Regions from separate parts of the Sus scrofa genome. Here region 2 is linked to region 1. A link is a contact called in public HiChIP or PLAC-seq data. All regions are on one chromosome and are shown on one strand. The core of a region is the stretch at or near the end of the contact, and the rest is flanking DNA. Distances in the headings are between cores, read along the strand shown. Region 1 overlaps LOC106508546. Region 2 overlaps LOC106508546.

Region 1 (5,649 bases), core at 2,124-4,623:
TTTTTATTTTTGTATGTCAATATCATTAGCTTTAGAAGAATGGTAAAGAAATTGTCTCTATTAATCTTAGTTTTTAGGATTGTTGTAAGATGTGTTTTTCTGTGTGGGTGTTTTAATAGAAAGTTGGCTGAAACCAACTTATGATGGCAGATTGCTAATTCGATATCCTAAAAAACTGTAAGTTTGATAGTAATGTTTTTCAAGCTTTTCATTATAGTTCATCTATTCTTCTATTCAAAAGTGAATGCCATCCCAAGTGTCACAGGGAAAAATGCCTAGATGTAGAATAGAATTATTGTGGGAAATGAAAACACCACATAATAATATTTTATTATTATGCAGTCCTTGGAAATTATGTCTTTTAACTTCATATAGAAATATTATATACTATCATTTTGAATGGCTTTTTCATTAATTGAAAGATACTTTTAAATTTCTTTCAAGTATCCCAACTTGGTGTTTCTGAATATAAATGAGGGTTTTGGAGGTAAAGTTATCTAAGGTATTAAGATCTTTTTCAAATTAGTTGAACTTAGCAAACATTATCTACGATATTTGATTAAATTACCGTCACATTTAGAGTAGTAGATTTTTTTTCTCCATAAAATGAAGTTAGATAGGGGTCAAGTTGACAAACTATTTTCAGTAGTATCTTGGTTGTACTCTTTTTAATGTAAAAGACCACACTTTCACAAAAGGGATTCTTTTCATAACCTGTGCATAATTCAGATATGTCTATGGTTGTCTTAGTCAACTGTCCATAAAATGAATACGTTCTAGACTATGAAATCACCAAAACTCTTAGAAAAGCTGGTGTATCTTTTACATTTTATTTAGGTTATTAGTGACCTTTCTTCACTTATTAGAAAGTCCTTTGTTTTGTGTATGCAGAAACTGTTGCAAAAGAGGCCAGATCCTTGAGCTGATGACTGTAGACGTCTATCATTGAAGGCTCGTGACCTTGTAGATTGACTGTTAGGAGGTAGTTGTTAGTTTTGAAAAAGGAAACAGGAAAACAAAGTTGTTCTTCATAACAAATGAAAATAGAATATAGAATTACAGAAACCGAATCATAGAAATTTTGAAGACTAAGTATCTCTCGAGAAGTAATTAGAATTCTTGATTTTCTACATGTCTATTGCTTCAGTAGCCCCAAATGCTTTGGAATAATACTTATTTTCAATATTAAAACCACCATAATTAAATCACCAAAAGGTGCCAAGACATTTTCATTGTTGTTGTTATTATTACTATTATTATTAACTTTTAAATTTAATTTTATTTTAATACTGTTACTACATGGGAAAAGAATTTTGCGGGAGGTTTGATTTTTTGAGATATAGTTTTGACATAAAATTATACTAGTTTTAGGTGTACAACATAATAATTTGATATTTGTATTTATTTTATTTTTTTAAACTTAGAGGCTGTGCCAACCTCCCTTTTCAAACTGATCAATGACTCCTACTGTATATTGGAGAAAATGGAAACCCATTTCTGCCCTAACCCCCACCCATAATTGATTTTATCACCCTTTTTTTTTAATGATATTTTAAAATTTTTTTCCATTATAACTGGTTTACAGGGTTCTGTCAATTTTCTACTGTACAGCAAGGTGACCTAGTCACACATGCCTATATATTCTTTTTCTCACATTATTCTCCATCATGCTCCATCATAAGTGACTAGATATAGTTCCCAGATTTTAATACTTTTAATTACTATATTTTCTATCACTACAATTTTAAAAATGAATCCTATTGACTAGATACTATTATCTGATCCTACTTGTCTCACCTGTTTTATTCCTTCTTGGATTTTTGGTTTGTTTGTTTTATTTTATTCAGACAGTATCCAATTTGAAGATAATTCCATTGACCAAGTAAAGGTTAATGGGATGGAAATGCTAAGTTCAGCATCCATATGCAATACTGCCATTCCTATACAGGGCCGCACCAGATGATGTTTTGTGTCATCACAGAGTAAACAGAGTGAGAAAATGTGGGTGTGGCAAATCCACCTTTGAATGATAGCTATTGCAGGACAGTGGGGGGGGGAGTGATTGTCCATATAGTCAGTATAAAATATGTGCTTTTAATTGGATTGTATTATCCCAAAGCATGAACTTGATCTGAAATACAATTCCCTGATATTTCTGTCATTAACTTGTTGATAATATAGTGGCTATTTTTAAGGTGTTTTCAAGGGACAAGCAAACTTAATATATGAAGTTTAAACAAACCTGAAGTTTTAAAAGATTGCATTTCTCTTTAGTGCTTCATTTTTTTGGTTATGTTTAGCCCTCATTTTTACATATATTTGAAAGAGAGGAATGTTTGTCTTAACTAGAGAACAAAACAAAATTATGGTGTAATGAGTTACTAGAATAAGAGAAAGCATGACATTAATATGAAAACTTGAAAGAGTTTAAAATAACCATTCTTATCTCCCCAAATGATATGATTTTGATGTTATTAAGCATAAAGAACTTTGTTTATAATAGGTTAACTTTGCAGTTAGGTGTGGTAAGTCAGAAGCCAAAAAAAAAAAAAAAAACCTAAAACAAAACCTAGGAACCAAGTGATTAAGTGATATCTGTGACTCTATGATGCATTAATTATTTTGTCATTTCCATATTCCCAGCTTGAAATTTAATATAAAAGAAATGCCTTGCTGCTTGGTTCTAAATCCTGTTTGATCCAATGTGGAAAAAAATATATATTATTTGGAGACTTCTTAACAGAAAAAAAAAAAAAATCTTTGAATTAATAGTTTCTCCTGCAAAAAGAAACTTGAAATTCACCTTTGGACTATTTCATATCTTTAGCATATTTTCTATTAAAAATACTTCTAGATTCCAGTGTCTGCTTGGCTTTGGTTATCTTAGCGGTAATAAGTAGCCTTGGGACCCCCGAAGGCACACCCCACACACTTATGCTGTGTGACCTAAGGTCACAAGTAATGGCTGCAAGCTAATTGATTGAGAAAGGCTTGTCTGGAGGGGCCTCTTTGCGTCCTCCCTTTACATTCCTAAGTTCTGTGAGAGTCACTAGCAGCTCAGCCTCGCAAGGAAGGAAAAAAGAGAGGAAGTTTCTCTGCGTTGTGAATACACTTTGAGTTCCCCTGTAGTGAGCTTACTTCTCTCCACCCACCAACCAAGAACTCTTTCACTTGAAGGTGGACAACTTAAAGCCTGATCTCAGAGTTACCCGAAAAGTGACCTGAGTATTTATTGAGCTGAAAGAACCAATTACCTACTTCAGGCGGTGGGGAGCGTATGGAAATGATATTAGAACTTCAGCAAAGTGCACAGCCGCATAATACAGAAGCCAGGACTCAGATTGACAGGCAAATAAGCCAGCTCGTGGAAGGGGCCTCTGGGTGGCAGCTCTGGGCTATTGGGTGTTGGACAACTATAGGCAAAACTGAAATGGAACAGGGGCAGAAAATAGCACACTTTTACGCCACGCAACCGTTGCTTTCGCATGGTGAGTGCAGATTTAAGATATTACTTAAAGTCTACTTTCTGTGTTGTAAAACAAGTAGAGAAATCTGTTGTGCTTTGAAGGGAATGATAGCAGGAGCCTTTCTTAAAAGTTCTAAGTGATCTGGTTTTGTTTCTGCTTGATCTCACATTAAACTTGGCAATGCTAACAGAGAAACACAATATTTGTATTGTCTTGGTGTCCTTTTTCTTAAAATTGTCCTTTTGTTTAAATCATGCGTCTCTCCAACCTGAATAAATATTGTTTTAGGCAAATCAGGGGTGGAATAGGTAATGAAGGAACAGCGGTGTGACAATACATGTAAACATTTCACTTAGTCCAACTTTGTGTCACTTCTCCACGGCTTCACATTTTGCCGCCTTATCTCAGGAATATATAGCACAGTCTGTATGAAAAGAGCTTTGTGTGAGAATTCCAGAGAGTTAAAGGGTCAGGGCCTGTGTGTTATCTGACTGCCAGCAAGACTCACTGGGTTGTCCTCTTATTTTTAATCTAAAATAGGGAAAAAGTGCATCTTTACATATTAAAAAGTAAGTGTGTTTTGATTCCAATAGTTGCCTTCTTATAGTTTATGGTTGTTATTCCTGGCAAAGGATTATTTAAGCTTCTTTCGAGAAGCAGCATGCAAACTTCTTTTGTTTCTTTCTGTCTTGTTTGATCACATTTCACTGCAGAAATTTTGCACATTTTTTTTAAAATAATAATTATCTCGAAACAATACCAAGTGGTTTTTATTTCAGTGCAAATATCTTGGCAATTAGTAAGCTTGCTTTTCCTGGGGAAAAATACCTGAGAGTAAATCGTGCTTAATTCTTAGTTTAGCCATACTTATAGTCCTATTTTAAATGTGTTTCTTTAAAAAAAAAATCAGAATCTAGGGGAAGTATTACTAGAATGTTACAGAAGAGATTCTTCTGCAAAAACTGCAAATTCAGTATTATAATTTTAATGAGTTCCAAATATTATCGCTATTGTTGACTTTGTTTAAAAAGCATTTTTATTAACAAAGTGACTGCATTAGATGTTACCAAATGAATGAAGTGAAAACTGTGTCTTCCATCCTGCTGATTTGATAGAATATAGAGGTCTGCATTGTTATTGTGTTTCATATTCATTTAAACTTTTTAAAGAGCACCTCTGTAATACCCATTTTGAATAATCATTTAAAAATGAAATATACTAAACTAAGCTTCTTATATTTTAAGATTTATAGTTTCTGTTTCATAAAGTAAATTAATAAATGGATGAAATATATTGGAGTAATTGTGAAGTTATAAAAACTTTACAATAAAGGGAGGAAAGCTTTTCAGGGAGAATGAATATGTTTTCGCTTATACAGCAGTTTTGAAATATTACTTAGCTCTCTTCTTTGCTAAATATTTATGGAGAACTTAGCTGTTGTAGAACTAAGTAATAATCTTGACTTTAACACAAAACTATCTAAAAGAAGGATACTTATTTTTGAGCTCTGCTTGTGATTTGATATAAGCTTCTTTCAACAATTGCAAAATGTGGCTGGCAAATTCCTTTCTAAGAGAACAAGTTCATTATGCTCATCACCTGTTACATTCATTCTTTCTTTGCCCACATACACAGTTCCTAGCTGTTTACTAGTGCCATAGGAAAGTGAAAACCTTTCCTTTTTTTTTTAAGAGAAAATGTTGAAGTTTTTATTTGCATGAACATTTTGGGGCTTTTCAAATGATGTTCTTGTCAACATTACCCAAAGTGTTTTTAATAAGGTCTTTTGTTGTGATCTTGATATGAATGGTCAAAACCGGAGATGTAAATTGTTTGGGTTTTTCTTCTAATGTGTCTCAGTAAGTGCAGTTAAGGTGTGACTGAGGATTTATGAACAGCTTTGACAAAAAAATGAGCCTTTTGAAAATTTTTCCCTTTGCTACAAAGATTATTTTTAAAAAAATGTTTACTGCATACCTATTCCCTCCAAACCGATCCAGAGACCAAAAATTAAAGAGAACTTCATTATTCTCCTCAGTTGTGTACTAACAACAACTCAGGAAGTTACCCTGCTATGGGGAGGGGCTGCAAAGGAATGGGGTTTGTTCTAAGTTCATACATTGTCATAAAAGAAAAAAGAGCTACTGCTAAATTTTACTAACATTTATCTTAAACTGTTATC
Region 2 (5,649 bases), core at 2,191-4,690, 140 kb after region 1:
GATTCTTGTCATCTATGATCAACATTCATCTCAAAGATTTCATACATAAAATTTTAACTATCAAGAATCATAGCCACAAGAGGATCACCTAACAATATCTCGAACAGTTTTTCAGTGTGATGATATCAAAATTATATTTAAAAGCTAATTTGTGCCTCAGAAAAAAAATGACTAGGAGTTCCAATTGTGGCTCAGGTATAACTAACTCAACTAGTATCCATGAGGATGCAGGTTCAACTCCTGGCCCTGCTCAGTGGGTTGAGAATCCGGAGTTTCTGTGAGCTGTGGTTAAGTCACAGACATGGCTTGGATCTTGTGTTGCTGTGGCTGTGGTGTAGGCCAGCAGCTGCAGCTCCAATCTGACTTCCAGCCCGGGAACTTCCATGTGGCCATAAAAATAAGTAAGTAAGTAAGTAAGTAAGTAAATAAATAAATAAATAAATAAATAAATAAAATGACTAAAGGTGTATAAGATTTTTTTCTTTATGAATTATTAACTGAAAGATTTTAAATTTGGATTATATAATTATTGTTTTTGATTCTGTTTGAAAATGAAATCTCAGTGTATAACTCCTATAATATAAATATACTTTTTCCTATTTAATAAATTTTGATCTGCCTTGAAGGACGAATAAATTCAGATTGTCAGCATGATATTTAAAAAGTAATTTTGACTATACTATGAGAAGTATCTCATGGTAACTGCTATGGTCCTTGCAATTGATATTACATTGAAATTATGTCATCTGCAGATAGTTTGTGCTTAGTTTTATGGATAGGCAAAACACTACCAAAATTTTATACTTTGACATGTTACTTGAAGGCCTCCACAATTTTTGCTAGCATATAGGTCAAACAGTGTTTTTACTTGCATTTTTAGGAATCTGAAAAATATTTAGTAATAAAGGGTTTTTACTTGGATGTGGATATCATTTTTAACTTGCATTATTCAGAGAAAAGTGAAGGGCTTCTATGTGAAGGGCTATATGATTTTGGCTTTTCTCAGTTAAGTAATTTCAAATATTGTTTGCATATTTTTTTTTATTATTTCCTATTTCAGTTTATCAAAGACTTTAAGGCCATTTATTTTTCCCAGAAAAGTTTGATTTTTAGTCTCATGTGAAAAGGGCTAAGAAGTTGAATTTTCTTTTAGTCTTTGTATTGATATTAAAAATAAGGCAGATTCTGCTTGGGGAGCAGTTTATAATAGATGAAACCAAATTGTACCTTCTAAAAATTAATAATGATGGTAAAACAATAATTTACTTGTTTTTGGTCTTTCTTTAAGAAGTTTGTTATAGGAGTTCCAATTGTGGCTCAGTGGGTTAAGAACCTGACCTAGTATACACGAGGTTGCGGGTTGCATCCCTGGCCTCATTCAGTGGGTTAAGGATCTGGCATTGCCGCAATTATGTGGCTTGGATCCGCTGTTGCTATGGCTGTGGTGTAGGTGGGCAGCTGCAGCTCAGATTGAACCCCTAGCCCAGGAATTTCCATATGCTGCAGGTGTGGCCATAAAAATGAAAAAAATTTTGTTACAGAAAATTAAAACATATATTTTAATAAAATTCAACTTTCAACTAAAGTGTAGGAATAAAGCTACTAAAGTTTATTTTGTAGGCCTTACCCAAGGAATGGCAGAAAACCCAACAGGATAGTTAAATAGTAGCAGCATGGATTTTCTCTAATAAAAGGAGACTAAGCTACAGTTTTGGAGGGAAATACCTAGTTCTAGATCATAAAAGGAAGCTTTGAACCTGTTGGAATTTCTTTTTATTTTAAGAAATTATTAGTTTGTAGTTCATTCTTTAACAGTTGTGCTTATTTTTCAGTTATTTATCTATGACTAATGTTTATAAGGATGCTTTATGATTGACACACATTTCCTATAGGCATAATTGGAGGTCACTTCACATATGTCCAGTGGGTTCAAGTTGGTGTCAGGAGCTTGAGCCGTAAGACAGATTTTAGTTCTGCAAGATTATAAATATATTATCTACTCAGGTATTTTGGAATTTTCTACTTTAAGTCACATTTTAAGTGAATTTTTCTATTATATGATCTTGGCCTCTTGGATCATTCAAGTTCAATTAACATCTTGGTGACATCTGCTTAAGTCAGTTTGCTTAGTTATACATTTTCAAAAGAAAGTGGAATAGCTATGCTGCACAATTGAGCATTTTTCCTCTATTCTACTTCTTCCTTCATTTATCACAAGATTAATTCACCAATCTGCCCTCACCCAGGTTCCTCGCATATTATTTTACCTTCACCAGTGTTCTGTCAAGAGGGCTTTTAATACCAGCCAAATTCAGTTGCAGGTGCCTGATGGTGAAAACTTATTTAGAATCATATGATGTATATTTAAAGAAACTGTTCTATTTTCCTTATAAGAGAAGATGCTTCTAAACTTTTAAACATTTTTCTGAAGGTTGCTCTAATGATCTATTTTGAAATTTACTGTGGTAAGTAATGTCATTAAATATTGGATGATTATGACAGTAGTGTTGACATGACCTTTAGTTTTAGATCACTTGGGGGTAAAAATATAATTTCCATTGAGCTAGGGAAATTTTGAGTTTGTAGATAGCTTGCTTTGGTGAAAAAAAACATCGGTCGGTCTTATTGTCAGAGTGGTTGTGACTGGACTGATCCAGTTCTAGATCCACTTATCAGCGACAGATGCTCAAGTAATTCAAATTCTCTGAGCTTCAGTTTACTAAGGTAGAAAATAGAAATGCTATATTGTCAGTCTGTAGAAAGTCTCAGATGAGGAAATGATGCTGAAACACACCCCCCCCCCCACCACACACACACACACCACTATCAGACTCTCACTGTCAATGGTAAAGTAGAATCTTATTAAATATCAGCTGCCTTCCCTTTCCATCTCTGCTTTATTCCAAATTATATTAGTCTTATAGGACCATGCTGATTTTGAATGCAAACAGATTCAGAATTTTAGCTATCATCCAATTCATCTGTTATCATTTGTTCAGTCCCTGTATAGTTTATAGAATCATAATAGCTTAGATTTGGAAAGGCTTTAAATACCATCTATTCTAATCTTTTACCTAAGAGGCAAACAGTCTTTCAAATTATTTGAATATTTCTAGAACTCTCTACTTCAGAAAGCACTCCATTATAATTTTTAGAAATTTAACATATAGCTCACACATTCTAAAGAAATATTTTAAACCTTCACATTAGATATTAGAGAAATTAACCTGGCTGCTTAATCTTTAAAGGGGTATTTCGTAGACCACAAAAACATAGAAAAGCATCCTAAGAGAAACAGCACCAGCACAAGTTACAACTGTGCTAATTTAAAAAGATACTTTCTGCACTTTAAGTTTCCCCCCACTTCTCTAATCTTGGGCCAGCAGAGTGGGGGAAAGCAACTCAAGATGTGAATTGTGCAAAGAAGTAACCACGTATGCCCTTCCCTCTTTCTCTGCCGTTATAATTTCTGAGCCGTGGAGTTCCTGTTGTGGTACAGGGGAAATGAATCTGACTGGTATCAATGAAGATGTGGGTAAAATCCCTGGCATCACTCAGTGAGCTGGGGACCCAGAGTTGCCATGAGCTGCAGTGTAGGTCGCAGTCACTGTCAGATCCTGTGTTGCTATGGCTGTTGCTTAGGCTGGCAGCTCTAGCTCCGGTTTGACCCCTAGCTTAGGAACTTCCATATGCCATGGGTGTGGCCCTAAAAAGGAAAAAAAAAAAAAAAAAAAGATAATTTTTGAGCCTGAGTGAGTCAAGCCCAGCTAGAAGAGATGAAAGTGTTAGACTGCACTATAAATTTTAAAGCAGGGAATTGTCTAAAATAGCTGTGGCTCTTCCCAAGACTTTTTTTTCTTTTTTTTTTTTCAGAAAAAAAGCATGTATATTCAGAGTAGCATGGATGAAAGACATTAGTTAAAAAAATAAAGTTGGTTGTTTATTTTGGACTTCAGTTCCTACCAAATCCAGCTTTTTCAATAAACCTGTTCAAAAATTTTATGTTATATCCCATGCACATTTTCCTTGCCATTATACTTAATGCAACATTGCAAATTTAAAAGAAATGGATACTGGTTTTGAAATATTCATGTGTATACAGACGTTTTGATTGCGGCAAAAGTGTTTAATGAAATCAAACCTTCCAGACTTGAAATTGCAATCCGAGTCACATGAATACGAATGAGCTTAAAAATAATATTGCATATGTATAAAAAGTCAAATAAGGGAAATATAAATCAGCAGCTACCCTTGTATCTGTTTAATTTTAAGCCATGATAAAAGAATTGCCCTGCTGTGGCTCATTAGCACACTACTAAAAAACAAATTGTAACTTTTTTTCTGTTTTATGTAACATTTTATTTTGCCTGATTATGTGTTGTCATAAAACAGACCTCTGTGACTTATATAAATGTGAAAAGGAGTTATTTCTGAGAAATATATTGGCAATAAGGAATTGGCTTAGGTAAACTATTTTAGAATTGCTAGGGGCTTATATGGAGATCAAATTTATAAGCATGTAAATTCGTAGCATATACATTTAATTTCATAGCTTTGTTGTTATTGTTCTATTTCTGGGACACCTAATTCATATTCTAGTGTATTCTTTGCTCACTTTCTCTAGTTTTATGATTCCTTTTCTTGACTTTCTCTAAGATTTAGATAAATTGAATATGATTAGTGGTAGTGATCTAATTAGAATATTTTTATGAACTGCATGCAACATTACATTACTAGAGTAAATTATTCAGTATGTGATGCAGGCCAAAAAAACAATTCCTTCAGTTCCAAATTTTCTCTCAATTATATTGGGCTATACAGAATTAAGTGATATTTTGATATTTGTGAATATTAGTTATGACTATAAGATTTAGAGTTGGTAATTAAAACATACTATTTAGAAATAATAAAGATTTACTAGCTTATTGTAATATTAATCAGCATAGTTCTATTGTCAAGCTATCTTAAAATAAACATGAATTTGAGCATATAAATGCATAAAGATTAACTGAAATTGCCAGACAGGAAGAAATGATTAAATATATGAATGAATATTTATGCTGTATAGAATTTTTATTTTATATTAACAACAAGGACTTGGACCAAATGTGTAATTTGGCCTTTGTGGCACATATTGTCTTTTAATTTCATTTATATCTAACATTATGGGTAAATTCTAAATCTTAATCAGTCTTCAAGAGAGGTAAAAGAAAGGCATTCAAAAGCAGATTTGAATACATATTCCATATTTATCATTTTGAGGGCTTCACAGTGAGCTTTATAAAGCTCTGTCACCCAGAATACTTATTACTAAAACTTGCCCAGTAGCAGTAGATTGACATGAGCAGGGAAAAAAATAAATATAATGCACATCCCAAGACACTAAAATATACCACATGAGGTTTAAAAAAAAGTAAAATAATTTTGAAAATGTGAAATATTGAAATATGTTAATTTTATCTTAGTCATTATCATCATTATTGAAGGAAAGTAGATTTTATACACCAGAATTATTTATTTTAGTTTTGATTAAAAGCTGCTTCCCGACAGCGGACTTGACACTTGTATCTACTTTTTTGAGATACTATTGACTAAAATATGTTGATTAAATTTTATAGTAACTCAATTACAAGATTCATAGCTGATAAA

What was found. HiChIP or PLAC-seq counts read pairs in DNA pulled down with a chosen protein or histone mark.
Region 2: an H3K27ac HiChIP or PLAC-seq map of alveolar macrophages shows a contact between it and region 1. The contact joins two enhancer-like sites. A contact is called at or near these places in 3 of 47 Hi-C or Micro-C datasets (embryonic fibroblasts, heart right ventricle and liver) and 1 of 2 datasets of contacts at active chromatin or transcription factors (alveolar macrophages).

Annotation. Positions count from the first base shown.
Region 1 is chr13:180,977,773-180,983,421 of Sscrofa11.1, forward strand. All of the region lies in intron 2 of LOC106508546, which reads left to right. Among named protein-coding and RNA genes, the nearest start is that of MIR99A, 320 kb to the right of the region's middle. Within about 2 kb of position 3,374, at least 37 of the 83 cell types and tissues checked have an H3K27ac peak or open chromatin away from gene starts, as enhancers often do. A contact at or near this core is called in alveolar macrophages, where this site is marked.
Region 2 is chr13:181,117,246-181,122,894 of Sscrofa11.1, forward strand. All of the region lies in intron 5 of LOC106508546, which reads left to right. Among named protein-coding and RNA genes, the nearest start is that of MIR99A, 180 kb to the right of the region's middle. Within about 2 kb of position 3,441, at least 2 of the 83 cell types and tissues checked have an H3K27ac peak or open chromatin away from gene starts, as enhancers often do. A contact at or near this core is called in alveolar macrophages, where this site is marked.